Regions from separate parts of the Sus scrofa genome. Here all the other regions are linked to region 3. The links are chromatin contacts, called in public Hi-C maps. All regions are on one chromosome and are shown on one strand. The core of a region is the stretch at or near the end of the contact, and the rest is flanking DNA. Distances in the headings are between cores, read along the strand shown. Region 1 holds the start of LOC102162715 (putative uncharacterized protein FLJ37770). Region 2 holds the start of EMSY (BRCA2-interacting transcriptional repressor EMSY). Region 3 holds the start of WNT11 (protein Wnt-11).

Region 1 (2,700 bases), core at 196-2,695, 130 kb before region 3:
GGGGAGACACCCAAATGAGTGTGTATCAGGGGGGATTCCACAGCACAAGACTAGAAAGAAGCAAACTCAGCTCTTCTGTAAGGGGTAGGTCTGTGAGAAGGTTACGGTGGCTGATCACTGAGTTCTGAGGGGCTCCCCCTGAGTCATTTGGGCTGGATCAGCCCTTAGCACTGCTCCCTATGTCAGCATGCTACTGCCTTCTGCACCATACCTCAGACCCTCCCTGTGAAGCAGGCTGGAACTGCAGGCCTTCTTTTGGGATCCTCTCAGAGGCGTATGCCTCCCTGGGAACAGAGAGGGAGATTCCAAGAGGTTCTGCTCCCACCTTTCATGGGAATAGGATCCCTTGAGGCAGGAAATTGAGCAAAAGGAAGAAGACAGCCATAACAAGCTAAGTTCTGGGCAGTGAAAAGATCCAACCTCATTTAGAAAAAAGAAAAAAAAAAAAAAATTCAGGCACTAGCCAGTACCAAAGTCAACAGCCAAAAGGTCTTCAAAGTTGTGGAGCACAGCAAGGAAGATGGCTCAAGAGTCGAGCAAAGAGTAAGGAACAGGGCCAGGACCAGTAGGGAGGAATGGGAAAGAAGCTGAAAATAGATGAGTAGCAAGTGAGGGTGCCTAAGCCAGAGGCAGCTTTCCAGCTCGGGTTCAGCTACCCCACAGTCCTTTCACCACGGTGTGAACCAATCCTGAGCGGCCCTGGTGGGAAGGCTTGCTGAAGATGAAGGCTGCAGAAGCTGGCTGGCAGGGTAATGGATTTTGGGATGGGATAGCGGCAGAGGCATTTCCCCACCAGCTTTGCACTGAAGAGGACTCCATGTTTCAGAACCTGCTCCCTTTTTCCCCACACATGAGCTATTTTTCCTCGTTTCCTTGGAAAGATCAGACCGAAAGTCAAGTTTGCGAGGTTGAGGCTCACCCTTCAGAATACCTGATATAATTTTTGCAGAAACTTTTCTCATATTCAAGTTTTCTTTGAGAATGAGTCTAACGGTTTCTTTATCTAAATTTAACTCTTCAGCCATCATCCTCACGGTTAACTGCCTGTTGGAACAAACCAAGTCCTTGACCTTCCGGATATTTTCATCCGTCCGGTGAGTGACTGGACGACCACTTCGGGCATCATCTCGAATGTCTTCTCGCCCTTCTTTAAACCTTTTGTGCCAGTCAAAAACTCTGGCCCTTGACATGACTTCCTCCCCATAAGCTTCTTTTAAAAGATGGTGGGTCTCGCTTGCCGACTTGTTTAATTTCACGCAAAATTTGATACTAATCCTTTGTTCTAGATAGCGGTCACTCATTTTGGCACTTGAACACAAGAACGTTAAGAGGCCACGACTGTGAGGGGAAGACAGAGGGGCCAATCTTTATAGGGCTGCAGGTGGCATCACGTCGCTATTCTTGCTCCTCTGGAAGCCTCATCAGGGAAGTGTATTTGCTTTTCTGAGTTTTAGCCCCTTGGCTTCCAATCGAGAAGCTGATGAAGCCCAAGAGCAGCTGCAAAGTTGGGGAGAATGAGATCTCCTACAACCCACAACAGTGTCCAACTCGTGCCCGGAGATCTGCTGGGGTGGGCACATCAGTCACCAAGGTCGCCCCGCTCTGCAGCCCCTGAGCCTAGGCGATTTCTGCAATAGAAGCCCGTGTGGTGGCAAGTGAAGCCAGCAAGAAGCGATGCACCGGTGATGTAACGGGCAAGCTAGTCTCCGATCTGCAGAAAGCCGCGCACGCCAAACCTACCGGAGGTGCCTGGGGCTCGGTTGCTCCAGAGTCCCGGGAGACACGCCCGCATGCGCCAAACCCTCCCCTTGCGCGGTAGGCCGTGCGCGCAGGCGCAGTGCGGCAGTCCGCGCCAGGCCCCGCCTCCGCCTTGCCACACCCGAGCGGGCGCGCTTCCTTGCGCGTGTCCGCCTGCGGAGAAGTCGGCGGAAAGGAGGGGGCGGGGGAGGAAGGCTGAGGGAAGAGAGGGCACCCCCGGGCGCCAGGGTGCATTGTGGGAAGGAGGCGGCAGCGTCCCGGGCGGGCGGGAGGTGCACCAGCGGCGGCGGCGGCGGTAAATCCTCCCGGCCGCTCACAGCACTGTGGAGCCGCGTCCCCAGCCCGGCCTCGGACCGCGGCGCCCCTCCTGCCCCTCGCGGCTTCTCGCCCGCCGGCCCCTCCCCTCGGCGCGCCGGCCCTGCCGAGCCGGCCGGCCGGCCTGGCTCCCCTCCCCGGCCCCGACGGGCGGGTGGGCTGCCCTGAGGAGGCGGGGAGGGGAGGGCTGGGCCGGCCGGCGGGCAAACGAAGATGCCGAACTTCTGCGCGGCCCCCAACTGCACGCGGAAGAGCACGCAGTCGGATCTGGCCTTCTTCAGATTCCCGCGGGATCCGGCCAGGTAAGCGGCGGGCGTGGAGCCGGCCCCTCCGGCCCTGCTCTGCTGTGCGCGCTGCCAGCCGCCGGCCGCGGGCAGGCTCCAGGGCTAGAGGGGGCGGTGGGAGGGGGCACAGCTGTCGACCCCAGCCCGCTCCGAGGTGAGGAGCGGGCCGCGAGCGGAGGACCGGCTGGCGCTCGAGGGCCTCGGAGCACGTGCGGCCGCGGGGGCTTGGCGCGTAGGCCACCATCCGAAGTAAGAGGCAGCTGAGGCGGCGCAGGCTGGGTAACGTGGGCTGTCGCCCTAGTTAGCTTGCTGTGTGACCTCAGGCAAGTCGCTTGCGTCTCTG
Region 2 (2,700 bases), core at 4-2,503, 190 kb before region 3:
GCGAGCTCACTACCTATTCTAGGAGTCAAGCACCGACCCGAAATAACTGCTACATCCCGTTCCTGGCGCTGGGGCTGCAACTCCAACTCCATGCCTGGAGTTGAACCCCCTCCCCCTACTTCCCATAGTCCTCTGAGCTGAGAACCAACCCAGGGCAAGGAGAACAGGACTGCGCGCCCCAGTCGGCAGAATGACATAAAGAAAAGGGGTGGGGAGGAGGAAGAAGGGGCAGAGCCAAAGGAATCCGCTCCCTCCACAAGCCAGTCCCCGCCTCCCGACAGGATCTTGGAGGCGGCCGGCGACCGCCGGAATCAAGCACCACGTCACGGCATCCCGACGCGTCCCCGCCGGCGGACCCCACCGCGGGGCCGGACCGCACTGGAGACCTGGGCAGAGGTTCCCGGAGCGGGCTCCGGGAACCCGAATCCTATCTAATCCTTCCCCTTACTCAAGTGTCAAGGAGGCAAGCCCGCCCCGCCCCCTCCCCAAACACGCACTCACTCCCGCAGCACCACAACAAGAGCAGCCCGCCCACCCTCCTCACCGATGCCACTCAGTACCCACTTCAATGTCAAGCTTGCGACCCAAGTCCTCGCAGGACCAGTAGCCGGAGGCAGGGGCCCCGGGAGGCATCAGCGCCTCGCTCCCTCCTCAGCACAGAGGACAACGGAAAGAAACAGTGGACGCTCGGACAGCCAGGCAGACGACCGAGACTTACCGGGAGGCTCCCAGAGCTGGACCCCCGCAATCCCAGCACCAGGCGTGCCAGAGCCCCCCTCAGCCCACCTCGGGGAGCCCCACGATCCCGTTAGGAGACAACGGAGGATGGGACTGGCCACCCCAAGCCGGGCTCCGACTGCTTGGTCCGGCGCTCCTCCAGACTGGCTACCCTGCCAGCTCTTCCCAGCGCCCTGTCTGAGAGTCACTCACCTGCCCGGCCTTTCTGGGCTCATCTAAAAGGCTCCTCCGCCAAAACTAGGGGACACCAGGAATTGGGTTTGTTTGCGGTGCCTCAGAAGGGGCAAGATGGCGACAGGTATCAGGGCGCAGGCGCAGCGGCGCGCTGCCAGTCGGGAGGTGTAGTTTGCCTTTCCCGCCTTTCGGAGAACGGACACCAGAAGGCCTCCATTCTCCGCGTCCCTCTTTTCCTCCAGGTTTTGAAAGGAAAGGAGAGACCTCGCAGGGAGTGCTGGGAGTTGTGGTCCGAGGCCAAACGCCCTCCTCTTTCGCTCTCAGAGTGCAGTCGCACGCGCAAGGAAGGCTGGGATTGTAGTTTCCCTGGCGTCTTCTCCAACCCCTCCTCGCCGCTTCTCGCGCCTCTCCTCCGCTGCGATCTCTGAGCCAATGGGCTGCGCTCTCCGCTACGTGTGGCGTCACACGTACCGGTCAAGATGGCGTCGGCGGATGGAGCTGAGGTTTTCCCGCGACCTTTACCCTGGTGGGGGGGTGTTAGGGGCAGTGGGAAAGCAGCTTCGTGCCGGTATGGCCGTATAGGGTTAGGATCGGATTCCTCAGCGGCTTGGGAGCAATTCTAAGCGGCTTCCAGGCCCGCCAGCCGCAGCTGGAGGAGAGAGAATCCACGCTACGAGACGTGTCACCGTGGACAACCTAGTGGCGCGGACCCGATCTGGAGGGGGCGCGGAATTGCAAGTGGAGAAGGACAATTCGAGCGTTCTCGACTTCGGGTTTCAACCCGTGTCCAGTGGGAATGCTAGTGCTCTATCTGTCAGAGGCAAGAAGGCAAAGGCATTTGTTTGAGGCTCTGCGGCGTGGTAGGTTCACTCTTCAGCCTTTGTTCTTATTTAACTACAGAACAAGTGTGTGAAGAGGGTATTGTCGCTCCTATTTTACAGATGAAAAAAAAGGGTCCAGTATATAGTTAATGGCTGCCAAAGATCGAAGCCAGTGCCTGCTATTGTTGAAGGTCCATTCGAGTGTTGTGACTGCCCGCCCTTGTAATTTTGTACATAACATCGAATCTGATTTTTCTAAAAAAATGTTCAAGTGGGAAGGAGTGTTTTCTTGTAAAATATTGGGTTAATATTATCCTATGGGGATGTTGTGAGGTACAGCGTAGGAGAAAATTGTTTTTCAATTTTGGACCACTGTACAAACGTGAGGCTGTACTTGAATGGAGATGTAAATTACGAAGAGAAAATAAATAACAGCATTTGTGTGCTATTTGCTCATTAGCTAAAAATCTTTTCTGAGGCCCAGGAAAGTGGTTATTGTTAAGAACTTTTGGAAAGATGGTGAATGAAACTTTAATATAGTTTAACATACGTTGTTTGAGGTGAGGCTCATAGTATCTTAGTGAGGCAGGTATAATTCAGAGTACCCCCTACTATGAATGCGAAAAACACAGATAGTCAAGAATTCACCAAATTTCACAAAGCTGGGAATTGAAGAGAATTGGGCTTTATAATCCCCGGTCTTCTGACTTCAAGTGTCTTCCTCTAAGACGAATGTCAGGGTGACAGGTAGTGGAGTAGAAATGGAAAGACAGGCTGCTTTCCAAAGATAAAACTGACCCTGACCATAATAAGTAGTGTGTGAGCCAAGAAGTATTATAGCTTATTCTTGGGCTTGCTAAATGCCAAGTACTCTTTTAAGCATTTCAAGTATTAATTCATTCCATCCTTAAAACAACTTTATGAGGGAGAAACTAGGTTCTCTAATTACAAATGAGGAAACTGAGGT
Region 3 (2,700 bases), core at 59-2,558:
CGGTGGCTATGGCTCTGACTTGACCCCTAGCCTGGGAACCTCCATTTGCCATGGGTGTGGCCTAAAAAGCAAAACAAAAAAGCAAAGATAGAAAAGGAAAATGTGTACGGCCATTTCCCCTGTATGTGCAACTGAGTGTGTGGGGGCCTACGGTGTGTCCGAGGATCTCCTGAGTGTGTTTGTGACCACTTGTGGGGAGATCAGTCCCAGCCCTGTGCAGAAAGGGGACTGGCTGCTTACGTGCAGGGGCACTTGCATGGCTGAGAACCTGCGGTGGACTCTGGGCTCAGACGTGGGCATCGTTTGCCGTTACAGCCAGGTTAAGACAGCCTAGGGGTGCTGTTCATGGGTGCCTACAAGGAACTGGGGAAAGAGTACCAAGCATTTTTTTGAAATCTGAAAGAAGCCCCCTTTCACTAAATCTATTTCCCCTTCTGCTAAAGAACTAGATTATTCTTGAGATCATCCTTGGGGTTGGGGCCCCTGAGGTGGGGAGTGGGAGAGACAGAAGTTAGGGCAACCACAGTAACCAACCGGGGCAGGTAGAAAGGGGAGGGGGCACAGTCAGCCAGGGAGGGCCCAGGTGGGCGTGGAACCAGTCCCAGGGAAGTCTCCCCAGAAATACAGCCCCAGCCCCAACCCCAGGCAAGGTTCTACACCCGCAAGGAGCACTCTTCCTTCTCTTTAGCTTCTGAAACCAGCCCTCTGCTGGTGGTTCCTTGGAGACCAGGGCAAGGTACCCAGAAGACTCCCTAAGAGTCATCCCAGAGATGGGACGCCTGCCTCCTTGGTGCCAAGGTTACAGCGCCTTCTCAGGGCAGAGCCGTGGCGCCTCCTTTCTTCGCTGAGAGTCCGCAGACCTGGAACCAGCGATCTGGAGAGGCAACCCTGTGAAGGCTGGACTGGGACACCGAGGCAGCTCTCGGGGTCCCCGATGTCTGCCGGGACCTGAGCTACAGGATCAACACCGAGGGATGCCTGGGCCCCAGACCGAGACCTAAGTCGGACTTTCGCCTGAGCCCCAGGCTTCCTCCTCTGCCAAACCAGACGGGGTGGAGGGCTTGCTGTGAGGTTGAGAAACCGGCCTTACCTGGGCCCCACGCACCCCAGGCACGCAGTAGGCTCGCAGCCCGCACGCTCAGTTAACACCAGCTGCAGTTACAGTCTGTAAGTCTCCTCTTTGGAACGCAACAGGGTGCGACGTCCTCTCGTGCCGCTGGCGCCGCGGGTCCGTGGCATCCGCGGGGACCCCGCCCCCGCCCCCCGCGCGCGGCGCGAGCCACCCGGTGGGGTTTCGGCGCGCTGACGTGGGCGGATCAAAGCAGCTGCCCGCGCCTTATAAAGCAGTTCGGGCAGCCGGGGCGGGAGACGGTGCCGGCTGAGCAGGAGAGCTCGGGCGAGCGGGCGAGCGCAGGCCCCGGCAGCCGAGCCCCCTCCAGAGCGGCCTGAGTCCGCGCCCCGGTCCCCGAGAGCCCCGAGCCGGCCGCTGCTCGCCAGGATCCCGGGCGTCCTTCTCCTGCCGCAAGTGAAGAGTGCGCCCTCGCCGCCGGCCCAGCAGGGAGAGCGCTCGGGTCCGCTGGGGGCCGCGCTCGCCGCTCCCCGGCCGGCCCCTCCAGGCGAGGGCCCAGGAGGTGAGCTGCGGCCGCGGGCACCGGGCGAGAGCTCCGCGGGGACCTGCCAGGGCGGCGGGGGGCTACGGGCGCCCGAATCCGAGGGGGACGGCGCGATCCCGTCGGGCGCTCGCTCCCGGGTAGGCAAAGCAAGCCCTTTTCCATGCCTCTCCTCCGCCGCTCTCCCAGGCATTCCCCCCACTCACCGCAGTCCCGCGGGGCTGGGGGCGCCGGCTTTATGCGGACGAATGGTGCAGGGGGGCCGTGCATTTCCCGCGGGCCGCCGCAAGCCTACCCACCCCCCTTAAGACCCTCTCGCTCCCAGTCAGCCCGCGGATGAGGTCATGCCCGAGCCACCGCGGGGGTGGGGGACTTGGATCCTGCAGCAGGGGTGTGTGTGGCGGGACGGGAGAGGGTGGCCAAAGGCAGAGAACTACGGCAGTTCCTCCTAAATTGGGGGGTGGGGCGGACGCCTGGCTTTGAGACGGGCCCCCAGAAGCGGCCAGGGAGTGAACCGAGAGTTTGTTTACAGACCTGAGCTCCAGGCTCGGGGGTAGGGAGGAGGAAAGTCCTGTCCCGGCCCCCAGGCACATCTGGAGCCGCTCTGAACATCTGGCGGAGCTCGCGCACGAGCCCCACACCTCCCACCTCCCGGAGCTAAGGTACCTCCAAGACCCTCACGGCCCTTAGGCGCTCGGGGTCGGGCTCAGAGAGGGTTGTATGAGGTACCCCGAGTTCCCTCACCCCACCCTTCCCACTTCCAAAATAACCCCCACCCCTACCGCCGCCCCCTGGCGCACCGTCTGCAGCCCAGCAAACGCATCTCGCGGCCAGGGTCAAAGGCGGGGAGCGGGCCCCACCTCGCTAGGCGTCGCAGGTAACCTTGAAGCAGTGGCTCTGTGTCACGGATTCCCGGGGTCGGCTCTGCGAGCTGCGCAGCGACAGGCTTCAGGCCGGGCCCGCGGCGACCTTCCGCGCGGCGTGGACACGCAGCCCCGGCGCGCAGTGCCGGCTCCAGGCCCAGCGCAGGCTCTTCGGGGAAGGGGAAGCTTTGTGTCTCCCCGCCGGCTTTGGCTCAGAGGAGACAGCC

The links. Hi-C and Micro-C count contacts between places; a contact is called where the count stands out from the background.
Region 1: a contact with region 3 is called in a Hi-C map of skeletal muscle, with 4 times the contacts expected there. The contact joins the promoter of LOC102162715 here to the promoter of WNT11 in region 3. A contact is called at or near these places in 2 of 5 promoter capture datasets (fetal liver and fetal skeletal muscle), 5 of 47 Hi-C or Micro-C datasets (embryonic fibroblasts, retroperitoneal adipose tissue and skeletal muscle) and 1 of 2 datasets of contacts at active chromatin or transcription factors (skeletal muscle).
Region 2: a contact with region 3 is called in a Hi-C map of skeletal muscle, with 4 times the contacts expected there. The contact joins the promoter of EMSY here to the promoter of WNT11 in region 3. A contact is called at or near these places in 2 of 5 promoter capture datasets (fetal liver and liver), 6 of 47 Hi-C or Micro-C datasets (embryonic fibroblasts, fibroblasts, heart right ventricle and 2 more) and 1 of 2 datasets of contacts at active chromatin or transcription factors (skeletal muscle).

The regions. Positions count from the first base shown.
Region 1 is chr9:10,566,015-10,568,714 of Sscrofa11.1, reverse strand. It overlaps LOC102162715 (putative uncharacterized protein FLJ37770), which reads right to left and starts at 1,445. Exons shown (of 2, transcript XM_021062536.1): 1 at 830-1,445. The coding sequence starts at 1,301. It overlaps THAP12 (52 kDa repressor of the inhibitor of the protein kinase), which reads left to right and starts at 1,997. Exons shown (of 6, transcript XM_021062533.1): 1 at 1,997-2,375. The coding sequence starts at 2,287.
Region 2 is chr9:10,626,606-10,629,305 of Sscrofa11.1, reverse strand. It overlaps EMSY (BRCA2-interacting transcriptional repressor EMSY), which reads right to left and starts at 1,253. Exons shown (of 20, transcript XM_021062538.1): 1 at 931-1,253. It overlaps LOC102163793 (a long non-coding RNA gene), which reads left to right and starts at 1,337. Exons shown (of 3, transcript XR_001298634.2): 1 at 1,337-1,772.
Region 3 is chr9:10,433,766-10,436,465 of Sscrofa11.1, reverse strand. It overlaps WNT11 (protein Wnt-11), which reads left to right and starts at 1,308. Exons shown (of 6, transcript XM_005667138.3): 1 at 1,308-1,631.